Regions from separate parts of the Rattus norvegicus genome. Here region 1 is linked to region 2. A link is a contact called in public Hi-C data. All regions are on one chromosome and are shown on one strand. The core of a region is the stretch at or near the end of the contact, and the rest is flanking DNA. Distances in the headings are between cores, read along the strand shown.

Region 1 (5,942 bases), core at 2,152-4,651, 230 kb after region 2:
AAAGGTTATTAAAAGCTTCCCCACCTCTACTTGAGTGACACACAGAAGCCCCCTGAAGCTAAAATAAGAAATAACAACCACACTTGTCCAGAGTAATGGGGACTCGTAGGCTTTCATTTCAATTCTTTCTTGTAAAAATAAATCACTGTTTTAAATTAGCGATTAAATTTTCAGCTTCCTTTTTACGCTTCATAAAAGCCCGCGTTCAGTACACTTTGCTTTCCTAACTGGCGGCTTTTATGCCACCATTGTTCCTTAAAGATTTGCAACAGCAGCCACTGTCCTAGCAGTTCACTGTTAACCCAAGTAGGGCATCTAGAGTGGTTCTTGACACATAGTAGGTCCTGGGGGTGGGGTCCTGTTGGAATGATTGACAAGAACAATTGTTTCTGATAACTTGAATGGCTTCCGAAAATGCAGAACACCATGCACCCAAGATATTAGGTAAATATTTCTTTATTAAATGATTAATTTTATAAATAAATTCTCTTCACTGATATAAAATTAAAATCATTTACAAATTATTCCAGTATTACATTTCCCCATCCCTCCCCGAAAGCTACATTTTGATAAATAAAAACATTCAATCTTAGAACACCTGGTTTCTGTTTGCAGTTTAGAGTGCAGGTAGTAGCCTCAAGGGCACTCACAGAGTGTCCCCCGCCTCCACTGGGGAAGGCAGGAGAGGCCTTTCATTTTACTTCTGTCAAAGGACAAGCGGGGCTTTCACTTGACCCAACTAGTCTTATTTTATCTCTATTACAATTGTAGAACCAAGGGGGGAGGGGGAGAAATGGAGCAAAAAAAAAAAAAAAAAGAAAAAAAAACACTTAGCAAAATAATTTACAAACAGAAAACAGAACATCATCTATAAACATGCTCCAATATGAAGCGTACGTAACCCGGGCTCCAGTACTATGAAGCGAAGTATTCTCCAACTGCGACTGCGTTACTGTCCATCCATAGCAGCAGCCCCTACGGCAGTTTTGAAACACCTTAATCCTACTTGATGATGAGCAAGGCACTGTTCGCCCACCGTCTGCCCACGTCTCCACGATGCTCAACACCTCTGTCCGACCCACACTAGAAACCCAGGAGACCTTTAGTCCCTGAACTTGTGGATATCGTTGAACAGACTGTAGAGGCGAAACGACGCCTCGTTGGGATGCGGGCAGTTGTAGTTACACTTGCAGGACTGAATCATCATGACGTTCTTGGAGAACATCTCGCCATCTTCGCACCGGAACCGCATCTTCACGGTCCTGGTCTGCAGAGGTGTGCAGCACCGGCCGTCCACGCAGGAGCCGCAGTATTTGGGCCGGTATTTCTTCACACTGGAGCATCCTGCATAAGTAAATCGGACTGGTTCTGGGGATTTCTTGGTCTTGCTGCATTTCTTGCCCTTCTGGAAGGAAGAACAAAAGAAAGAATGAGATTTGTTGGGTTTTTCTGGAGGTGTACATTTAACCACCGCATAGTCTTGGGCTAGAAAAAGACAATTTCTTTTCAAATATATCGTGGACTTTTCTCTTTCTTGAACAGAGGCTCATATCCCACCCACCTGTGGGGTCAGGGTTCAAGCCTTGAAAGAAACTTACTTTTAGGCTGCTGTACACTGGTTGTCCACAAGGACGCACTTCACAGATCCGGGTCTCTTTCACCAGGCGGCACTCCGGGTTGTCATTGGTAACTCGTGTGGAGATGCCAGTTCCGCAGCTCTTGGAGCACTGGGACCAGGACGTAGTCTGAACGATGCATTTCTGGCCATGGGCATGCAGGGGGTTGTAAAGGACTCGAGGTTCCGTGCCAAAGACTAGAAAGACAAACGAAATGGAAGACAGCTTAGACCGGTGCAGACACACAATGGTTTCTACAAAGTTGCAGCCCAAGAAAGCATTTCTGCACAGTGTCTTAAGGACTGGGTATCCACTTACCAGGAAGCCTCTTCAGTGAGCTGCCTTTGCCAATTGCGATTAACTCATTGTTTCTTGTTAACTCCACCTCCGAGGCATCGAATCCAAGGAGGTCGTCCTGGTCGTCCAGGGAGTCCTTAATGCTGTCTTCATCACAGACCCATTCCTCACAGCACTGCCCGCTGACTTTCACCAGCCGGGGGTTGGGACAGCCCAGATTGGGGAGAGACAGTTCTTGGGGACACAGAGGAATGCAGCCCACAGCACCGTCAATACATGTGCACTGATGTTTACAGTTGGGTTGGAAGCTCTCCCCGTTCTGGTAGATCCTGGAGTTATATTCACAGGGTCTGCCTTCTGACTGAGCTGTAAAGACGACCGAAAGAGAGAGGAGAAGGTTAAGATTCGCCGCCACACGCTGAAACTCATACATATTTTCCGCTGTTCAACTCAATGTATGGTAAAGTTCCCTACAGTTCCCCCGAGACTCCAGAGCTGAACAATAAGTTAGTCAGGAATCACTTTTCCGTATGCGCTTTTCGTTGGGCCCAGACACTCTGAATTGCATTCCAGACTGCTGAAATCATGTGCCTTTCTGCCAAGCTACTATCAACAAAGCGTCACCATACATGGTCTCAAAATTACTAAACTTCTGGACGATGGGGACTATTATTTTTTTTAAAGGGGCCAAACCACAAGCCTCTTACCTCTGCAGATCCCTTTCAGAGCGGTGGAACTGGCGCCGAAATTGCATTCCAGCCCCTTGGTGTGGTCGCAGGGCTGCGTTTTGCTGCAGTCCTCGTTGAGTTGCTTCGCGCAGACCTTACAGCAGCCGCAGCCGTCCCGGACCAAGCCGACTCCCGGGGCGCACTTGGGCGCCTCCAGAGGGCAGTGGCAGGCGGCAGGGCAGGTGGAGAGTGCCTGCAAGTGGGAGAAGAGGCGCGTGAGACTGCTTTGCATTGCTCCGGGAAGGCACCTAAACCACCCTGAGCGTAGGGCTGGCTGTGGGGCTCTCTGTTCACCAGGAGTGTCTCTATCCCGTCCCGACACCCCGGCCACTCCAGCGGCTGCGCCCCAGGAAGAGGCCCCCTGGACACGTCGTCCGAGCGTAAAGCAACAGCTCCCCCGGAACTTTTCAGTCTAACTTTCCCTGCTGTGAAAGATTAGGGCCCGGGGAAAGGGATCGGGAAGGGCGGATCGGGAAGCGGTGGTTTAAAAAAAAAAAAAAAAGTCCAACTCACCAGCCTGGTCAAGTGGAGAAGGGTGACGGCGACAGCGAGCGTCTTGATGGTGCTGGAGCTCATTGTGGCGCGCAGGAGGAGCCGGGGCGAGCGTGGCGACACGGAAGCCAAGGAGCGGGCGAGCAGCCGGATCGAATGCGCCCGGAGTGCGGTGAGATGAGGGCCGAGGCGGCGGGTGTCCTTCTCTCGAGGTGCTGGCGGAGGAGGCGCAGAGATTGCAGGCGCTTCTCTAGGGCGCTCTCGCTCACGGTCTGCCCCGGCACTGGGAGCCCGCCCTTTATAATGCCTGCCTCGGCGCCGCGTGTTGCAGTGACGTATGCGCTGTCTGCGCGTTCCAGAATTCTCAAACATCTCAGGAATGTTGGTTGGCGCGGGCTGCTGCCAAGCACCTCCCCTGGCTCCGTTGCACCTTTCCCCCCCTCCCCTTCTTAGATTCATCAGAGAAAAAAAAAGTTATTTTTTTTCCACTTTAAATAACAACTTCCTTTGGGAAGGGCGGGATGCTTGGGGCGCAAGGGTTCTGATTTTGATTGAAGAGGGTATCTCGTGAGTGTGTTGGGGGGCGTGGTGTATGTGTTGGTGGGAGCATTTCAGATCTGTGCCTAGACATGGGAGGGCGGGAAGACCTGAGACGGCGGAAGAAAAGTGGTTTTGTTTGATGCTGCCTACCCGGGAAAGCAGCGAGCTGCTTGCTTGTTTACAACCAAGGTGAGAGTAAAGTTATCTACTGAGAGGCCAAAGGGGAGGGGGAGTTGGTTTCTAAGCCAGGGATCTATTTGTGGACTTCAAAGAGCCATGCTCGGATCAAGTCCCAAAGTTTTGGCATAATGTTTATTAGCCAAGGAAAGTGTATTGCAAATTAATACTCGGAGTGGCCTTTGTGAATGGGGGATGGGGGGAGCTTCCCTCTTTGCTGGCAATTTTCCAGCCTGAGGTCTTCCCTCATCCCTCCCCCTCTTTTTTTTTTTTTTTTTTTTTGGTATGTTGTACTTGTTTGTTTTTGGAGGTTCCCAGTTTTAGTTCCAGCCCACTGCCTGCGTTGGAAATCCAAGAGGAAACGAGTGCAGAGTTCTCCCGGAGCCTGACGTCCACTTCCTCACCGATGCAGGAGGCCGGGTCAACCCTCCTGGCCTCTCTCCCCGGACTGGCGGGGCGGTGGAAACTAAGCAGCCAAACCAGAAACGGAGGAGACCACCGTGGAGTGATTTGTCCTGAAATCATCAGGTGCAAAAGCTGCCGGGACAAAACAGAACCCAACAGCTTTGGCTAGATGGAAAAAAAGACTTGGTGTGTTTGCAGACACCGTCCCACCAACCCTCCCGCCCTTGTATGTGTCTCTCTGTATGTATATGTATGTATGCCTCCCTGTCTGTGTGTCTGTGCTTGTGTGTCGCTTGTGTGTCTCTGTGTCTCTGTCTGTCTCTGTCTCTCTGTCTCTCTGTCTCTCTGTCTCTCTGTCTCTCTCTCTCTCTCTCTCTCTCTCTCTCTCTCTCTCTCTCTCTCTCTCTGTGTGTGTGTGTGTGTGAACTTGTGTGTCTCGGTGTTTAATTCCTTTGTTTTGGATCACTTGGAAGCCTTCCATTTCAAAGGAAGTGCAATGGCTCTCTCCCCAAGTTCCGAGACATGAGGGATTTAGAGGGCAACAATGTAATAAAGGACGTTAGTTTTAAAGATCTTATTAGACACACAACTGAAGACACCCCCTAGACCCTCTTCAGTATTACCCGTGCCATTCATAAATTTCAGAAGCCTCGAAATCTGTCTTCTGCAATTTTAAAAGGAGATGGGTACTAGATTTCCCCATCCCTTTAATGGTCTGGGGTAGCTTTTTTTCATTTTTAATATGTAGGGCCTCCCTGCCTTTGCCGCTTAGCGATCTTGCTCAAGAGAGCCTTGTGCACTGACTGTTCTAAGAATGACTCTGGTGAGAAGGAAGAGAAGCGCACTCGAATGAAGACAGCTGTTACTGGAAAGAGTTAAGTTCATTCATTCAAAAGGGCCCTTTCGTAAGTCCTAGAGGAATTTGCCAGAGGCGGTAGGATCTTGAAGGCTTTCTGGGGGTGGGGACTTTTAAAGACAATGGGTTGTCAAGTGTTATGCAAATAACGAAGGCCAAGCCGAGGCCTTGTCCCGCAGGCCAGCCAACTTATTAGCTAGAGAACTGTTCCGCTGGCCTTACAGTTCATTGTTTCCATCTTTGGGAAGCGGCGGGAGGGTAGGGGGTGAGGGTGGAGAAGGCGCAGAACGGGGTAGAAGGAGGTGATGGAGAAACAGAATGGAGGGGAGGGCTCCTGGCTTCTGTTGTGGCGTCTTTTCTATTTGACTTCATGGTTGTAAGTATTTCCAGATGGTGAATCAGACACCAGACGTAACAATATTTCCATATTTGGGTATAGCAGTAGCCTGCGTTTTTAACATTTTTCTGCCTCTGTTATCCAACCACAAGGCATTCTTGACAGCTTCAAATGTTGTTAAATATAGACTTAACTTCTGTTCCCAGAGCAGGAAATTCTTTGGAATTCCTTGTTTTTCACGCAATCTGTCCATCATGATTTAAAATAAAGTTACAGTGGATGATCCAACTGGCCTGGATATACTGTGTTCCTTTGCTGCGGGGGATGGGGTGACAGTGGAGAGGTCCAGTATTCTATACAGCATTCAGACACACCATTCCGTAGATGCCTTTAAAAATCAGATTAAAGTTTTCTAACGAGGATGTGTGGGGTTTTGTTTCTGGACTCCAACTGGGCAATCTCAGAAGAAGGGGATTGTCCCAGAGGAGACAGAG
Region 2 (5,609 bases), core at 2,594-5,093:
TGAAAACTCGTGATAGATCAGGAACTTTGATTATGTTAGATTTGTTAATATTCACAAATATCTTGGTAGATGTAATTATTCCTGTTCTATGCTTTAGAAAGCTAGTATCTCTGTCTATCGGAATAACTTGTCATGGTCCAGGAGCACAATGGTGAAGTTAGGGCTAAGAGGAGTTTTCCCTAATGTTTCCAGATTATATCCTGGGACCACTGGGCAACCAGCTGCAGACTTCCAATTGTGTCCCTAATCAACACCTGCTTTTACTACACGGGAGTACAAATTGCACACCACAATTTCGAGAAGGCAGGTTTCTCCAAAGCCACAGCCTATCACCCTTGAAATGTAGCAATAGTGTTGTAAATCTGATTTAAAAGCCATTACAATGTACATACATTGTACTATGTCTATGGAGGCACAAAACATGATAAGAGAAACCTGGTGTGGTGGAGACCACTTGTTAACACAGCAGGAGGACCTGCAGTTCAAGGCTGTCCTCAGCTAGAATGGACTAGAAAAGATCCCATCTCCAAAAATAGAGCGGAAGAGTGACTAACACAGGGCACCAAAGGGCTGGCGTGGTGAGCCTCGCTGGTCCCTAAACAGTGACTGCACCGATGTGTGAACTGCTTTGCTTACACATTGCTGTGATATTTATTCTTCCCACCTAGGAATGTTACCTCTATTTTCATCTATTTAAATATTTTTATCATTTATAAAGACGTGCATCTCACTATTTTTTCTTCAGCTTGAACCTGTACTTCTGTGTCTTAGAAGGATAGCATTTTTTTGTGTTAACTGTCTCTGTGTGCTGTGTGTGTGTGTGTGTGTGTGTGTGTGTGTGTGTGTGTGTGTGTGTGAATGCACCCATGTGTACATGTGCCAATGAAGGCTAGAGTCACCAGATCTCCCCAGAGCTGTAGTTTTGCCAGCAACCAAAAACAGGTTCTGAAGACTAAACTCGGGTCCTTTGTAAGAGCAGGATGCAGGCTTTTCAGCCTCCAGAGATATAAAGACTTTTACAGCCAGAGAAGATGGAACTTCAGTCTTCACTTACGTATCTGTCATCCATACGTACCTACTGAAAAAGCTTGAGTGCTAGACACACCATTAAGGTAGTTTCTGGTGTAGATAATGACAAAATAGATATCCATAAGATTTTATTGAAAAGTCTGTTCTGGTACATAAGACACTCTAAGAAAAAGAAGTAGAAGGTCTTTTGGCATGGCCCATGAGGACATGTGTGTTGATTCGAAGTTTCTATTTTTGGTTGAGAACATATTTCCATTCTCTCAGGTGTGGGTGTTGTGGTGCGCATAGGAGCTTTTGAGGAGACGATATTCTAAGTTGTCCGGAAAGGGTCTAATGCTGGCATGTCTGTTGGAATGCTGTTCTAATGGTCTTCCCTTCGAGCTGTGTTTTTGTGTACAAAGTTTCATCGATTGCTGGTACATTGTATCTTCTTTTATATACATATGTAGCCGTCAGCACAATGGTAAAGGTGGTGGGTTTTGGTGAAAATATGTAAGACAAAGAATGTGTTGGTCCTTTTAGTTTAAGGAATTAAGGGACTCGTGCACGGAAATAATGGAAGGGTCTGGGATAAGGGAACTCCTTGGGAACTCCTGCTGAAATGACTTCGTTGACAGAATGTGATGGCCAGATGACAACCTGGGGATGGGCTGGTGGAAGTAGCCATGCTTCTCCCTTAAAAAAGAACCCATGACCTGTGTGACTCGTGGGCTAAACTCCCCACTGTTCAGGCTTATAAATAGCATAGAGCAGGGGTCAGCCAGCATTTGTGTAGAGAGCCAGTAGCTGTTTTTAAAATCCTGAGCCATATGGGGCCTGTTGTAGTCTCTCAGCCATGATGCTGTACTGTGAACCCAACTACAGATGACAATGAATGAATGAGCTTGGCTCTGTTTCCAGTGAAACTTTATTTATAAAAACAGACAGCTGGCGGGAATGGGCGGCAGGCTGGAGTGTGTCTCTTCCCGCTCTACAATGTTTTAGTCGTTCCAGGAGGTGGCAGCTTTACTGTGTCTGCCTTATGTACACCCTGCTTCGTTAGTCTTTTGTCACTAACAAAAAGGCACTAAACACAGGTGTGGTTTCTTTGGGTCTCAGTTTCAAATCCAAACACTCATTCAAGTTAGCAGGCAGGTGGTGCTGCCACCATTCACTGGTTGGTTTTGTTTGTTTCTTCTTTTGTGCTGGTTGCAAACAAAATGAATTTATTTGCTTTTTATATGTGTCAAGTCGAAGGATGCAACCGGAATTTACCATTTTCCCTCTAACGCACACTTGAGATTATTACCAGGAAGCATTTCTAACATTGACGAAATATTTTCCTTGTGTGTTATATTTCCCACTGAGATGAGGTATTTTGCATTTGGGCTCAGCCTTGCTTATAAAATGTCTCTCTCTCTTTTTTTTTTACCTTAGCATAAGATTAAGCCATACAAGGCATGATCATAATACAAGAAAGAAATGACTGTGGCTGGGCGTAATCTTTCTCCTCTTGGCAAATGATGTCTTCACCTTTCAAGGGAGCTATCGGGGCTTCTCTGGACTGTGCTTTAAAGGCACCGTCCCACCCTTGGGCTCTGAGGTGTCACAAGATCACTCCAGTAATATTACAAAAGCCCACGGTACATTATGAGAGAACTGCAGAGAGATTTCTCAGTGCCAATGAAAAAGGAAGTCTCGTGAGGACATCTTCCTCCTTCCGTCTCTTCTCCCTTTCCTTCCTTATTTTTCTGAGACTTGAGGCAAACACATAAAGGTTACTTATTTGTCTGTGTAAATACAACGTGAGGATTTCCATCATTTCAGTATTTTAATTAAGAAACCATTAACCAGTTTGTGAGATGCCTTCCTTCTACAAATATCTATGATCATTTGCATACTCAAGGGAGAGATCAAACTGATCTGGACACTGAACCCACTCCAGAGACCTCATACAAGACTAGGATGACAATCCAAGCGTTAAAGGGACCATGAACTTAATGGTCCCATCTGCCTGATGCAGAAATTATCTGTAAAACAGTTTTGGGTGATCCTGTGGATCCAGAACACTGGATAAAATTCCTCGCTAGAAAAGATTATATATATCATTCTTGGGTGTTGAAAATGATTTTTAATGCTTTTTAAATATGTGATACTGTTCTTCCTTGTGGTTAAAGAGAATTTTAAAGCTGGATGGTGTAACAAGAGGGACCTTGTCCACATGTTTTTCAGAGTAGAAAGCTGAGATCAAACCTGGTTCAATGACTTTCTTCAGAACTTAGATGTTAAGCTAGAACCAACGTCTTGGCATTTGTAGGTGGCGTGGCCTACTGTCATCCCCCCAATTATCAGCTACAATGATTAGTTAGTAGGAGTGATGGAAACTTGAAAGAGCAGATTTCTCACACTCTAGTTTGGTCTTGGATAGAATTCACAAAATTCACATTTCCAATCAGGATTGCCTGAAAAGACATCCAGAACTAATTTTGTTCTTCATATTTGAAAAAAAGAATCCTCTGGGCTTATAAGTGCACATCCCTCTGTGTGAACGGGCCTGCTAGTTATTAGTCTCAGGGAGACCGCACAGTGAGGAAAGTTATTGCAACACAAGTGTCACTGCAGGGGAATTTCCTTTATTTCTCATCCAACTTTCTTTAAAAAAAAAAAAAGTAGCCTAAGTTGAATAAAGATAGGTGGCCGCCCTCTGTTGACGTTCACGTTATCACCTTTGATCGATTACCCAACAGAGGCTCGCCATTCGCCACATGGCCAGGCAAGCTTGGTGCAGCGTGAAGGTCCCTTTCCTCTCGTGTTCCCCAGGCATGTGACTAGAAGCATCCGCTCGGAGGACACGCCATGCACAGCCTCCTGATCGTTGCCAGAGCTGCCTGGCAAAGGCAAAGCTCCTCTCTGAGCTTTCATTTCATGACCGCACATTTGATCCTGGAGAACGAGGGTCAGGTAGTTGATGGGGAAATGTCAGAGCCTGACATTTCCACTTGGATACTTGGCAGACCATCAAGAGACACTTGGTGGGGGACCTTAGGTATCCACATGGCAAGAGGCTGGAGTAGAAACTATGGCCCAAAATACACCTGCCCGAACCTCAGGAACCTGTAAAATTATGAAATACCTGTCTATAGTCTAAATTTAATTGACCATAGAAACAATATGCATTCTTCAGTGTGATACATAATATTATGCTTCAAAGTATTTTGTTGACTAAATAAAACAGTATCTATTTTATGACATTTTAATAAAATGCTCATAAATGTAGGATTTTTCACAAAATCATTTTTCTTCGGTTGTTAAGCAATGGGTACAGGTAGTGTATCATCAGTGCCTAGAGACCTCAAAGTGTCAAATGCTCATGTGTTTGAATGCTTGGTCCTCAACTGCTTAGCATCTTCTTGAAGGCTGTGCAGCCTTTAGAAAGTAGTCTTTGCTGAAGGAAGTGGTTCACACAGGGAAAGTCTTATAGGTTATACCCAGCTGTAGTACCACCATCTCCTCCTCTTCCTCCCCCTCCTCCTCCCCCTCCTCCTCCTCCTCCTCCTCCTCCTTCTCCTCCTATTCTACCTATAGGTCCACCAAAAAGTAAAGAGTCCAAGTCACACTTTCCCAATGGACACTGCCATGCCTTCTCCTCCAAGTTGACATCCTCAACCAAGAGCCAAAGTATATCTTCTATTCCTTTCATTGTTTCCTATCATGTATTTGGTCATATCAATGAGAAACAAACCTTACCCAGGTCCCAAATTAAATTTTCCATGTACATTTTATTTATGCCATGTAGGTAAAGTACCTATGTAGTCAGGTCCTGTACCTACTCCCAAGCTGCTACCATATATACCAACTAAGCCTTTTATTCTTTAGAGATGGCCTTTTCTGTCTATAGCAAGCACTCCAAATCCCTAGGTGGCATGTGAGTACAGTCTAGTAATTAGAGAGGAACATGAAAATCCCAACTAGGGTGTGTGTGTTCTTCAAGGGGAGGTGCATGCTGGAGGACAGTGCTAACATATGATGAGAAAGGACAGGCCGCTCCTCTAAGCAGGAAGAGTTAGGGTCTAATAGCTCGAACTCTTCAGGGACCTCTGTCTAGACATTCCCCTCACAAGGGTCAGAGTCTAGTTTTTCCTGAATCAATTTTCTATTGACCTCAGCACGTTAAACTCGCCTCTGTTGGGAGTTTAAGCTTCTCTGCAGTTTGGTCAGTGTGGTGAATAAATCAAGAACTTCATACGGTTTTCTCTGCCCTCTTACTGTTGATCTCTAGGTAGTATATGACTCATCGGTGTGTTAAGTGGGCAGCCTTCTCGTTGTACTCTCGTCGAGCCTGGATGTAAGTCTGTCTGCTGAGGCCTTAACCTGGAAAGTGCTCAGGAAAGAAGCAATGAGTCCTAATGTATAGAAGAGGGTGGGTGGTTTGTATTTGTGGTCACCCCTTCTGCTTTATTCAAGGTATCCATTGACTTAGTCAAAATAAAATTATTATCTTCTGTATTCCGGAAATTAGGCCAAACACAAGAGATCAAGGTGCTTTATAGCACACTCAGACTGATAAACTTAAAGCCAATGGTGACGAATTTAGAAAATGT

The links. Hi-C and Micro-C count contacts between places; a contact is called where the count stands out from the background.
Region 1: a Hi-C map of hepatocytes shows a contact between it and region 2, with 1.8 times the contacts expected there. The contact joins the promoter of Ccn1 here to the enhancer-like site in region 2. A contact is called at or near these places in 3 of 12 Hi-C or Micro-C datasets (the A7r5 cell line, the Rat2 cell line and hepatocytes).

What each region holds. Positions count from the first base shown.
Region 1 is chr2:237,222,288-237,228,229 of GRCr8, forward strand. Ccn1 (cellular communication network factor 1) reads right to left here and starts at 3,402. Exons shown (of 5, transcript NM_031327.3): 1 at 3,155-3,402; 2 at 2,621-2,834; 3 at 1,935-2,279; 4 at 1,599-1,813; 5 at 443-1,405. The coding sequence starts at 3,217. The coding sequence ends at 1,103. It overlaps LOC102553018 (a long non-coding RNA gene), which reads left to right and starts at 3,434. Exons shown (of 4, transcript XR_352105.5): 1 at 3,434-3,862; 2 at 4,161-5,942.
Region 2 is chr2:236,995,743-237,001,351 of GRCr8, forward strand. The region is part of intron 25 of Col24a1 (collagen type XXIV alpha 1 chain); the gene reads left to right. Among named protein-coding and RNA genes, the nearest start is that of Col24a1, 130 kb to the left of the region's middle. Within about 2 kb of position 3,844, at least 2 of the 93 cell types and tissues checked have an H3K27ac peak or open chromatin away from gene starts, as enhancers often do. A contact at or near this core is called in hepatocytes, where this site is marked.